2 separate regions of the Macaca mulatta genome follow, and region 2 is linked to region 1. A link is a contact called in public Hi-C data. All regions are on one chromosome and are shown on one strand. Each heading gives the region's core, a stretch centred on a gene start, on an enhancer-like site or on the middle of the called end of the contact. The rest is flanking DNA. Distances are from core to core; before and after follow the strand shown.

What was found. A called contact is a pair of places that touch in the nucleus more often than the background predicts.
Region 2: a contact with region 1 is called in a Hi-C map of liver, with 1.9 times the contacts expected there. The contact joins the promoter of ARFGAP2 here to the promoter of MADD in region 1. A contact is called at or near these places in 3 of 14 Hi-C or Micro-C datasets (fetal cortex germinal zone, fetal cortical plate and liver).

What each region holds. Positions count from the first base shown.
Region 1 is chr14:18,326,727-18,333,007 of T2T-MMU8v2.0, forward strand. It overlaps MADD (MAP kinase activating death domain), which reads right to left and starts at 3,410. Exons shown (of 35, transcript XM_077962850.1): 1 at 3,263-3,410. It overlaps NR1H3 (nuclear receptor subfamily 1 group H member 3), which reads right to left. Exons shown (of 10, transcript XM_077962937.1): 8 at 4,555-4,668; 9 at 4,239-4,333; 10 at 3,755-4,044. The coding sequence ends at 3,898. LOC144334233 (a long non-coding RNA gene) reads left to right here and starts at 459. Exons shown (of 3, transcript XR_013403857.1): 1 at 459-558; 2 at 1,483-1,545; 3 at 1,644-1,975.
Region 2 is chr14:18,421,808-18,428,088 of T2T-MMU8v2.0, forward strand. It overlaps ARFGAP2 (ADP ribosylation factor GTPase activating protein 2), which reads left to right and starts at 3,697. Exons shown (of 17, transcript XM_077963057.1): 1 at 3,697-3,805; 2 at 3,953-4,071; 3 at 4,663-4,779; 4 at 5,244-5,404; 5 at 5,488-5,571. The coding sequence starts at 5,345. PACSIN3 (protein kinase C and casein kinase substrate in neurons 3) reads left to right here. Exons shown (of 11, transcript NM_001266225.1): 5 at 1-152; 6 at 263-418; 7 at 1,017-1,192; 8 at 1,323-1,443; 9 at 1,570-1,706; 10 at 2,112-2,233; 11 at 2,555-3,082. The coding sequence ends at 2,670.

The sequences.
Region 1 (6,281 bases), core at 2,160-4,659:
GCTATTTCTAGTAGGGCTATTTCTTCTATGAGTAGCAGTTCTTTTCTCATATTTCTAGTGTTCCAGGATTCTACCTCTGTGCTCTACATGCGGCCTAAGACCTTGTTCAATGCACACAGAGAGAAACCCATTATCATATATATACATACACACACACACTCTACTCCCTTACCTGCTGCTGCGGGCACTCCCATATATACAGACATACACACTCCTTGGATGCTTAAGGCCCTATTTGGTTTAGGTAATGAGTAGTTCTTTTTTCTCCCCTACCTAATAATTAACAAGACCTATTTGCAATACCTCTCAAATCCTCAAAATACTGCTTTCTCCTTTCCCTTGCTCCCAATAGAGGACCTGCAGGTAATAGGATTCAGTTTTATCTCCATAGCGACTCTGGCTCCCAGCACTATTTATAGCAGAGCCACAGCCCCTCCCCTGCTTGGTGACCGCACAGTGCTAGCAGCTGCTACTCCAGAGTCGGCCAAGGCCCATAACAATTCACTCCCCTTGAACCTAGAGACACTTCTCCCACTGACAGTACCTGCTAAGAATTAGGTTATCGTCTCCCTCCTCTGTCTGTAGTTTGTACTCCGTCCTAATTCTGACTTTTGATACTGATATCTGTACACCACCAGGTTTCCGAGCATGCCGTATATTCATTTCTAGGTATCACCACTGCTTAACAAACCCAAACGGTCCCTTTGGTTCTCCCAATTGCAAGAGTCATGAGCAAACTACAGGAGGTGGGGCACCGTAACAGAGCTGCACTCAGCTCCTCCTGAGCAGAATGCAAGGGGGAGAGAAACAGAGAAATGAAATGGGATATGAGTAAAAAGCATGATTTGTTCCAACAAAGAATTATGTAGTTAATCTGTCATGGGATTCGAAAAAAAAAAGAACTGTGTAGAAATGACTACAGCGAAAGCCAAAGTATCTCAAAGTAAAACAAAATTTATAGAACCAGAGCTCTAGGCTACACCTTGCAATCTATGTTTATATTGAAAACCAGGAGTCCTCTCCAGTCAAAATCTCAAAGATCAGGCCTGAAGCACCTCCTACTGAGTACGCATCAGGCCCCTCTAGCCTTGGAGGGATCTCAGTCCCTATCCACTGAGAACTATCTGATGAAACTCAAGTCACTCACAATCATTTCCTTCCAGAGCCACAAGGACCCTGAGATCTTGTTATTATTCTAGCTATGGGTAGGATACGATTTTTAGCCAGAATTCATCTAATCAGCAGCCACTGCCTTCAGTTATTCAGACTGCAGAGATAACTAAGATTTTTCTTCTCATTGTCTCCTCTCTCCCCTCCCCACAAAGATTAACATCTTTAACTCCTCTAAAGACTAAACCCTCTAACATCACCCACAACTCACACTCTGTCTTCACAACCAACGAGGCTCCGACTCTTGCCTGTAGCCTCAACCATATTTACTAACATAGAGCCTCTGGTTCCTGTCTTCATGTATTCCAAAAGCATAAAGCTCAAAATGCATATCTATCTGCTGAAGTCCGACATCACCATCAGCTCCACCCAGAGGTAGAATTAGGATTCACAAACTTCTAAGTTATCTATGTCTTTTCAGCAGAAATGGCCATGCTAACCAACCCTTTGGATTCGTCCCTCATTTTGCACAGGATCTCACAGTAAAACCACAGGAACCAGAGAGCAATATGACATCTCTGCTGACGTGAGCACAACAGGAGGCTCTCCTCCCCTCCTCTACCTCCCCAGGCAGTGACCTTGCAAGCTCATCAGCACGGACTGGTCCAGCGTGCGGAAGAACTGGAGCAAGGAGGCTGGCAGCTGGCAGGGTTGGGGTAGAGGGAAGGGCAGGGAAAGGTGGAAGAAGGTAGATACACGAGGATAGGGAGGAGAGTGACTGCAGAAAGATGAAATAGCGTTCTCACTCTCCAGCAAGTCAATTTTGAAACATCAAATTAAAAAAACAAAAAACAATTATTGAGAACCAAACGTGGTTCTCCAAATTTCAGCCAAAAATAAGGCGCATGCACGCACACGCACAAGCACACCCGCCAAGCGCTGTGCGGGATCGGGCCCCAAGGCTGCCCAGCTCTGCCCGCCCCCTCACCTGCTGGACAGTTCTCCTCCGCCCCCGCCCCCGCCCCGAACCCGAACCCGCGCCGCCCGCCCCGCAGGAACCAAGCCCAGTAGCCCGAGCCCCCTCCTCGGCCCGGGGCGCCCCCATCCCTGGCCCCGCCCCACGCCCTTTCACACTCCTCCAGAGCCTCCTCAGAGACCCCTTCCTCCAAGAGCCACGGTGTCCTCTCAGAGCCCGTCTCCCACTCGGAGTCCCCAGACGCTCGCCCAAAACCCCCACCGGCCCAGACTCTCCTACCTCCCAAGCTCTGGGGGACTGGCCAGGCCCGGACCGACGTCCCCGGCAGCGGGGCGTCAGTCGCTCCCCAGCGCGGCGCCGCTCCGAACGGGCGCCAGTTCCGCGTCTGCACTGGGGGGCGCGCACCACTCGCGCGGGGTGCGGAGGGGGAGGCCGGGGCCGGGGCCGTACCATTCAGCCCGGGGGGCCGGGGCTGCGCCGAGCCAAGCGCCGCGGGGCGGGGCCGACCTCCGGAGACAGCGGCTGCGCACACACCTAGTCTAGCGCCCATGGGCACGGGAGGGCGCGCCAGGCCGACCCAGCGCCGTCGCGTGCAAAGGGGAGGACACACGGCAGTACCTTCTGTTTGGGTCGCTCAGAAAGACTTTAACCCGACGGGGTCATAGCGCCCATTTCGACGACATGTGGATTCCTCTGAAAGTCACTTCCCAAGATAATCGGCCCCTGAGACTTCCTGACGGGCTCCCCATCCCCCTGCTCCCACACCTCACTCGCTTTGGCGGTGCTCGGAGCCCAAGCCGGCTGTCGCGCGGTGGAGCCTACCAATCCTGGGCCGCGGGGGCGCAGGGGGGCGCGCGGCCGCGGTTACCTCCTTCGGGCGCGCGCGGGGAGGGGGGCGTGGCAGCGCCGCGGCGCCCGCTGGGAAATGGAGTCCCCTGCGTCTGCGAGGCCAGCCCCGCCGCAGGACAGCCTCCTCGCGGCCACACGACTCTTCTCTTCCTGTCCCAAAGGACCTGGGGGCCGAAACTGGGTTCTGGGTCTTTCAGGTTGTGCCTTTTTCAGATGCCAAAGGAAAAACTACGGCATGCTAGACACGCACGTGAGGTGCACAGCCGAGGCCTTAGCGCTGAAATCCAACACTTCCTCCTCCCCCGCAGAAAGGCAACCGGATCCTACCTGGATCCCAGCAGGGGAAGGGGGCGCCTAAGCCTCAGCATTCCATTTATTCATATGGCGCAGTGGGGGTTAGTAAGAAGAGGCCCCCTCTCACGGCCAAGCCTGTCACTTGTGACCCTCCCTCCTCTGAGCCTGGAGGCGGATCCTAAAGATCGCAGGCTTCCTCCTCTACTACCGTGTCCCCACCCCCAATACAGACATTGGTTTCTCTCATTTTGTATTCATTTTGATCTTCCTGTTCAAACAGTACCAGACCTATCAGTGAGGCGGCGCTGAGACATTTATGGCCATACCACAAAGTGACAGTGGAGAATTTTTCTTGGGGCCCTGTGGGAAAAACAGGAAGTGGTGGAGGCAGGATGGGCAGGGCGCTGGAGAACCTTGTGCAAAGTGGCCCCCAGGCCCATCCGTTTGTGGGATCAGTGTGGTCTTCAGATACAGCACAGCGTTAGCGGGCGCCCCACTGCTCAGTAGCCACAAAACTCCCAACTCTTTGACTCTCTTTTAATGCCACGGGTGGATCTCCTTGCCCAGCTCCTAGGAATGTTTGCCCTTCTCAGTCTGTTCCACTTCTAGGAGGCAGCCACCAGGCCTCAGCCATCCGGCCCAGAAAACAAAATATGAGAAAAGAACAGTCATTCGTGCACATCCCAGATCTCAGAGAGCAGCGGTGGGAGCTTTTTGTCCTGCAGACGCAGTGCAAACACTTGCTCTGAGTGGACGCTGCTCAGGGTCCGGAGGCTCACCAGTTTCATTAGCATCCGTGGGAACATCAGTCGGTCCTGGGGAAAGGAGAGAGACAAGAACAGCTTTTGCCTGTCTGCAGGGAAGCGGGGCAAGGGTAGGGGAGTTGTGGGAGAGGTGAGTTGTCTGCACACCATGCAGTCAGAGAGAAATTCTTGAAGGGAAAGTAGGTGTATCAGGGAATGGGCCTGTGTGTGGGAAGGAGGAAAAGGGGCACCATGGGGAGACTCACATGGGGATGGTGGATGGAGACGTAGGCATGCAGGGCTTCCACATATGTGTGCTGCAGCCTCTCTACCTGGAGCTGGTCCTGCACATTGGGCCGGTCTATAGGTCACCAAGAGAGTTGAGAAGCAGGTCTGGCCAGGGTCCAGTTCCATACCCCAAGTTGCAACCAAAATATAGAGACATGCTCCAGCCAAGCTCTCTCATCCCTAAATAACAGAGCAAATGCCTCCACCCTCCCAAGCCACCCCCTGATTCCTGTGGGGCCTGCAGCCCTCCTTGGTGCAAGTCTCTTGCTGTTTCCCATTGCCCCTCCTCCACACCTGCAGAGAAGATGCTGATGGCAATGAGCAAAGCAAACTCAGCATCATTAAGTTGCAGCTCATTCATGGCCCTGGAGAACTCGAAGATGGGGTTGATGAATTCCACTTGCAGCCCTGGGGAGGAAGAAGGGAGGCTGACACATGCAGCAGGAGCAGCAGGAACTTCCTTCTCTCCTCCAGCGCCTTACCTTAGAGAACTACTAGGAACTCACTAAGAAGTTTACCGGGGCTGGGCACGGTGGCTCACGCCTGTAATCCCAACACTTTGGGAGGCTGAGGCGGGCGGATCACCCGAGGTCAGGAGTTCGAGAAGAGCCTGGCCAACATGGCGAAACCCCATCTCTACTAAAAACACAAAAACTAGCTGGACGTGGTGGCAGGTGCCTGTAATCCCAGCTACTTGGGAGGCTGAGGCAGGAGAATCACTTGAACCTGCGAGGTGGAGGTTGCAGTAAGCCGAGATCGCACTACTGCACTCCAGCCTGGGCGACAGAGGGAGACTCCATTAAAAAAAAAAAAAAAAAAAAAAAGGCTATAGGGCTTTGCTGTGTAACCTTGAGCAAATGTCTTAACCCCTCTAAGCCTCATCTGTGAAATGAGAATCATATCTAAACCCATCTCAGAAAATTGTTGGGATAGTTCAGTGACAAAGTATGCAGAGCACTTAGTGCTGTGTCTGGCACACAAGAGGTGCTGAATTACATGATAATAATTCTGGTATTCTTGTTTTTTTTTTTTTGAGACAGGGTCTTGTTTGGTCACCCAGACTGGAGTGCAGTGGCACGATCACAGCTCACTGCAGCCTCGACCTCCCAGGCACAAGCAATCCTCCCACTTCAGCCTCCCTAGTAGCTGGGACTACCGGTGCATACCACCACACCTAGCTAATTCTTATTTTTTTGTTGTGACAGGATTTCACCATGTTGCCCAGGCCGGTCTCAAACTCCTGGACTCAAGCAATCCACCCGCCTCGCCCTCCCAAAGTGCTGGGATTACAGGTATCAGACACCACTCCCCGCCAATTCTGTTATTAAAATTCTTGAGGGCTCCACATTTCTAGAAATAGAAGCAACTCTTATTTTTGTTTATAAAGAATCCTTTTTCAGCAGGGCATGGCGGTTCACGCCTTTTATCCCAGCACTTTGGGAGGCCGAGGCAAACGGATCACCTGAGGTCAAGAGTTTGAGATCAGCCCGGCTGACATGGCAAAACCCCATCTCTACTGAAAATACAAAAATTAGCTGGGCATGGTGGTGCACGCCTGTATTTCCAGCTACTTAGGAGGCTGAGGCAGAAGAATTGTTTGAATCTGGGAGGCGGAGGTTGCAGTGAGCCAAGATCACGCCACTGCACTCCAGCCTGGGTGACAGAGCGAAACTCCATCTCAAAAAAAAAAAGAAAGAAAGAAAGAAAGAAAAGAAAAAGAAAAAGAGCCGGATGTGGTGGCTTATCCCTGTAATCCCAGCACTTCAGGAGGCTGAGGCAGACAGATTGCCTGAGCTCAGGAGTTCGAGATCAGCCTAGGCAACACAGTGAAACTCCATCTCTACTAAAAATACAAAAATTAACTGGGCGTGGTGGCGCACCTATAGTCCCAGCTACGTGGGAGGCTGAAGAGCAGAATTGCTTGAACCTGGGAGGCGGAGCTTACAGTGAGCTGAGATCGTGCTACTTGCACTCCAGCCTGGGCAACAGAAGACTCTGGCTCAAAAAAAATAAAAAAATAA
Region 2 (6,281 bases), core at 2,447-4,946, 95 kb after region 1:
GGGAGAAGCTGCAAGGGCAGGACAGTGAGCGGGTGCGCGCCTGGCAGCGGGGGGCTTTCCACCGGCCTGTGCTGGGTGGCTTCCGCGAGAGCCGGGCGGCTGAGGACGGCTTCCGCAAGGCCCAGAAGCCCTGGCTGAAGAGGCTGAAGGAGGTGAGGCTGGGTGGGAGAGGTATCTGAGGCAGGCTCCTTCCTGGTCTGCCAGGGATCGAGGGGGCCAGGGTGTGGCATCCAGGGTCCAGCGTGGTCCCCATACATGCCAGGTTGAGGCTTCCAAGAAAAGCTACCATGCAGCCCGGAAGGACGAGAAGACAGCCCAGACAAGGGAGAGCCATGCGAAGGCAGACAGCGCCGTCTCCCAGGAGCAGCTGCGCAAACTGCAGGAACGGGTGGAACGCTGTGCCAAGGAGGCCGAGAAGGTACGGGCCTCAGGTACCAGCCCTGGCTCCCGCCCAGGGCATGGCTTCCTGAATGAGTCTTGCTCCTTGAACACCTTGTCCAGTCCCCAGCACTCTTATTACCCTAATCCTCACTTGCCACCCTCTCTCTAGATGATCATTTAAAGGAGGAACCCGACAAAAGGTGATACTTTACCTAGGGAAAGAAATGGAGTTTCAGGCACTGGGATGACTTCAGCAGTTGAGAACTTCCAGCTCTTTCCTTGCACAGTATCCCTCTGCCTGGTGTCCTTTCCTGCAGCTCTGCATATGCAAATCCTTACCATCCTGAGATGCTGCAGTTTCCACCTCCTCCAGGAAGCCTTTTCTGGTATCTCCCATCCTTTCCTGTAGGTTGACCTCATTTCAGTCTTCACCACACTCTTTTATCCGCTGCACCTGATGTCACCTCCCTTGTTAGGCTGCTGGAGTTCTTGAGGGCAGGAGTTGGGTCTTAGGACTGATAGCCCCTAGTGGCTAACCCCGGGTCTAGCAGCCCATGGCAGTGTTTGGTAAACACTGGTGGAGTCCTGGGTGGAAGAAGGTCTGGTCCTCACCAGAACCCTCCTCTCCCACCCAGACAAAAGCTCAGTATGAGCAGACGCTGGCAGAGCTGCATCGCTACACTCCACGCTACATGGAAGACATGGAGCAGGCCTTTGAGACCTGCCAGGCCGCCGAGCGCCAGCGGCTTCTTTTCTTCAAGGACATGCTGCTCACCTTACACCAGCACCTGGACCTTTCCAGCAGTGAGAAGTATGGGCTGCCTAGTGGGCGTGGAGATCTGGGGTAGTACTGGGTCTCCTCCATCTCCCCTAGGCCCTGGCTGGGACTGAGGGATGCAGGTTCTAGACTTCCTAGACTGAGGGTGTGCCTTGGGCCATAGGTTCCATGAACTCCACCGCGACTTGCACCAGGGCATCGAGGCAGCCAGTGACGAAGAGGATCTGCGCTGGTGGCGCAGCACCCACGGGCCAGGCATGGCCATGAACTGGCCACAGTTTGAGGCATGTGTTCCAGGCGGGGTGGGGCTGGGAGGTGGGATGGGCTCCCACTCAGCTCGGCCAGGGCTAGGGGTGAAGTAAGCGAAGGTGGTCTGGATGGCCTCACCTGACTAAGCACTGTCCCCACAGGAGTGGTCCTTGGACACACAGAGGACAATCAGTCGGAAAGAGAAGGGTGGCCGGAGCCCTGATGAGGTTACCTTGACCAGCATCGTGCCCACAAGAGATGGCACCGCACCCCCACCCCAGTCCCCGGGGTCCCCAGGGTGAGAGCCAGGAGCGTGGCTGTGGCAAAGAAACAGCTCTGCCTCCCACCCTCCACTCCTTTCTCCTTGGTTTCATTCCCTTCACACCTGAAATGGGTTGAAAACTGGTGCCGGGGACCTGAGGGACTACTTAGTAGTTGTAATGATACCGGTTCTCACGGTGGTTTAGATTTGCCAGGCATTTCCCACGTTCCCTCTCGTTTATGCCTTAAATCAGCTGCGTGTGGCAGGAATTGCCTCTGCTCAGAGTCCCGCATGGCGAGATAGAGCTAGAACCTTTCAGCACCTCACCTGCCTCTCCCAGGTGCCTCTGGGGGTAGGGAGGCCTTTGCCCTGATCCTGGGTGAGATCTCCAGCCCCGTGTTCCTTGCACACTGAGCTGCTCCCTTTGCCTGCCCTCTCCAGCACAGGGCAGGATGAGGAGTGGTCAGATGAAGAGAGTCCCCGGAAGGCTGCCACCGGGGTTCGGGTGCGGGCACTCTATGACTATGCTGGCCAGGAAGCTGATGAGCTGAGCTTCCGAGCAGGTACCCTGGGACCCCTTTCCTAGCTTCAGTCGGTCTCTGCTTTACCCGCCTGAGCAGGGATGTCACAAAGGAAAGCCAAATACCCACTTCTTAAGGGCCAGTCCTCTGGCCCTTCAGCTGTTCCAGGTCCAGACAGCTGGTGCCTGGTGGCTGCATTCGGGGTCTGGGGTGGGGCAGCTTGCTGACCTTGACCTGCCTCTGTCTGAGCCATGTCTTTGCTAGCTGGGCTCTGGGACCACACCATCCCCCTCAGTCCTTGACCCAGTTGCAGGAATGGGCTGGGCCAGGGCCACTAGCAGTGACCAATCCCCTTTCCCTCAGGGGAGGAGCTGCTGAAGATGAGTGAGGAGGACGAGCAGGGCTGGTGCCAAGGCCAGTTGCAGAGTGGCCGCATTGGCCTGTACCCTGCCAACTACGTGGAGTGCGTGGGCGCCTGAGTGTCCTGACAGCCCTTCTGCGATGCTTACCCACCCTGGGTGAGAGCCCAGCTTCTCCTGGAGAGCCAGACCCTCAGGGCCCTGAACCGTCGCTCCCCTGCTGCTCCTCTGTCCCTTGAGGGAGGAAGTCCTGGGACCCAGGGAGGGGAGGGGCCTTTGTCTAGGAAGGAACTGGCAGGGAGGGATGAGTCTAGGCTGAGGGCAAGATGGGAGGTCAGAAGTGACAGGGTTCAGCGGTGCCTGGGCCTCCCCAGGAGCTGTGAACTCAGTTCCTGACCTCTGCTTTGGGGTTCCTGAGGTGGGCTTGGGGTGAGTGTAGTTCCGGCCTAGCAGCACCCTCTTTTGTGGCTTGTTCTAGCGTGTATTAAAACTTGACACACACACACACACAAAACAAAAACAAAAAAACCACTGTCGGGCTCATGTGCATTTTTTTGATAGGACACCCTTGCCAGGCCTCCAGAAGGCATCTAGAGAGAGGCCTAGCGTCTGTTATGGAGCCGGGGTTGGAAAAGGGTTTGCCTGCTTGGTACCTGCTCTGGAGTTTTGAGATCCTAATCTGGGGTGGAGGGGACTCGCTGTCAGGCTTGCTGTGAGCCGAGAACGGCTGGAGGCTGGGCGAGAGGCCGGCCAGTACGTCTGCCCGTTCAGGCCGGAGGGAAGAGGAGCACTTGGGCAGCCTAATCCTTACTCATCGATCTGTAATTGGCTGGAGTGGGGGTCCCCGCCCCCAAGCTCCCGCAGCCTGCGCGGCGTAGGGGCGACTCCACCTGGGGACTGAGGCGTTGGGGGCTGTGCGCGCGAGGAGGTTTGGGCCGGTTCGCCCGCCGTCGCTCCGTCCCGGCTGCGGATTGGCCCGGCGCGTCGTTGATTCTTACGGCCGCGGCTGACGTCACTGTCCCCGTCCTGCCGGCTGCCCATTGGTCCAGATCGGGCCCCAATCACCCCACTCCTCGGCTGGCCCGGGCACAGCTAAGGCTGACCTGGTGAGCCCGCCCTCCCCGCCGTGGATTGGCCCGCGGCGGGACCCGTCTGTCGCGGTTGTGTCTGGGAAGGAGAGAAAATGGCGGCGGAGCCGAACAAGACCGAAATCCAGACTCTTTTTAAGAGGCTTCGCGCAGTTCCAACCAACAAGGTGCGTGAGCAGGGGTAGCGCGGAGTCTGTCGTCCCGCTGGGGCCTGAGGGAGGGAGAAGGGCGGAGGTGGGTTGTTTTTCTGGGGTGTCTGCGCCTGGCCTTTACTCGGGGTCCCTGATCATTCGCTCATCGCTTCCTCCACCCAGGCCTGTTTCGACTGCGGCGCCAAGAATCCGAGTTGGGCCAGCATCACGTATGGTGTTTTCTTGTGCATTGACTGTTCCGGGGTGCACCGCTCCCTGGGCGTCCATCTGAGCTTCATCAGGTTGGGTTTCCGCGCGGTTGCCGTGTTTCCACCGGGCCGGCCAGGGCTGTGTGGGCAACAAGGGAGAGTGGCTGCCTCGACTTGGACCGCTTTGAATTCAGCGGGAAGCCTCTGGGCCGAGAGGGTCCGGTAGCCTCCTGCCGGAGGGAACCACCTGTGTGGGCTCCTTGGCACATAGGCGGTCCGTCTCCGCTTCTGGGCCAAAACTCGCTGTTTTTTGATGGTCAGACTTGAGACTCTGAGCGTTGGTTGGGAGGAAAGGGAGGCATTGACCTTGTTGCTGATATGTTGTTGGCCCAATATGTCTCTAGTGAAATTGTGACCATCCATTAGGGGAAAGCCAAATCCAGGGGTGCGTGCCTGAGAACGTGACCTCCTTTCGGATCTGGGGACATAATTAGTACTCTTTGGAGTAGATGAATGAAGAGCAAAGTTTTCATGGGCAGGGTAGTGTGGAGGAAATGGGGTGATGGCTGATTAATGTTTCCTGAGTGCCTACAGCAGCCTGAGACCAAGTGACAGGTATCGGGCCGCCAGGGAAACCCTTCTGCTGGTATCTGCTGGTGGGTGAGACGCAGCCCTTGTACACAGGTCCACAGAGTTGGATTCCAACTGGAACTGGTTCCAGCTGAGGTGTATGCAGGTCGGCGGGAATGCCAATGCGGTAAAGCTCCTTCTACCTTCCCCACCTTCCATTCTTCTGCCTGGGTACTAACTTTGCACGACTCCCTAAGAGGCCCTCTCGGTTTCCCTGTTCAGAGGGTTCTCTGTTCTATAACACCACCATAAGCCATTTTCTAAAAACTTCGAAACTGGTCACAGCTTCTCTTAAATGGGTTTCAAATTCCAATTAAACTGGGCAGGTGTTCTTGGGGAAAAGCCTCAGGAGTTGGAGCCTTCACAGTCATTGAGTCTTGTGGGCCTGCCCTGGATGAAGGATGGGGAGGCTGGGAATGGTATGTTGTCCTCAGGCAGGGTTCAGTGAGGCCTGGGCTTCAGTCATATCAGAGGATGGCAGGCTGCAAGGTGTTTTTTTGCAGGAATTTCGAGGAACTGTATCTCTGAAAAACCAGTGTCAGTAGCATGTATCATCCTGTATAGATAATAACTCGACTGTCATAAGGGGATGCCTCCTACAGCCAACACATTTCCTTCTTGAGAATCACCTGTAGCACGCGCTGCTCTCTTCTTTGCTCTCCAGACGGCTTTTTTCCGCCAACATGGATGCACAGCCAATGATGCCAACACCAAATACAATAGCCGAGCTGCCCAGATGTACCGGGAGAAGATCCGGCAGCTGGGGAGTGCGGCCCTGGCTAGGCACGGCACTGATGTAAGTGCCTGTTCTTGGGGCTGGGGTGGGAGGGTTAGGAGTATTCAGAGCCCTGTGTTTCAGGGGTGCCTTCTCCTTTCTAGCTTTGGATAGACAACATAAGTAGTGCCGTTCCTAATCACTCCCCGGAGAAGAAGGACTCTGATTTCTTCACAGAACACACTCAAGTGAGTGCCCACAAGGAACGTTTTTCCCAATTGTTCTTGACAAGCAGTTTACCAAGGCCAAGGCCTTCTGTGATCATGGCTATAGATTCCATTTGCTTTGATGTGATGTCTCGGACACATGTGTGAAGTCCACTGAGTTGGAATGTATGGAGTCCGCTGTTCCTGCTGGGTAGGCCTGGGTGTTTCCTCCTCCATAAATGGGGGTGCAGTGTAGACCTCCTTAGAAATAGACTCCTATAAACTGGGCTGGTGGGGAACGGGAGCAGCTTCTTGAAGGTTCAAGAGGTGTCTAGGGCCCCAAACAAGTTTTCCTGGATTCTTCCCTTACAAGAAAGGCGCTGTGCTTGGGGACAGTGAAAGGATTCCCTCCTCCCCACCCCACCCTTTGAGGAGGGTTTCCTCTTTACTGACCCTGGGTGCTGAGGTTAGACTCTTGGCTTCAATTCCTGTTCTCTACTCAGCATTTCTGTGATGGTGGCCAAGTCGCTCGATCTGTCAAAACCTCAGTTTCTAAAATGGAGATATAGCTCCTTCATAGGGGTTGTAGTGATAATTAAATGTATTTGTATTTGAGGAACCTTTAGATCTGTGCCTGCCTAGGTGGTGTTAGGTAACTGTCTTTAACTTAGGAGAATGGGCTCTTGCTTTAAGTAAATAGTGAAGGGGTTGGGGTGGGGGCTGCTTGTTTTCCTGCTTTCTTCCACTGTGAG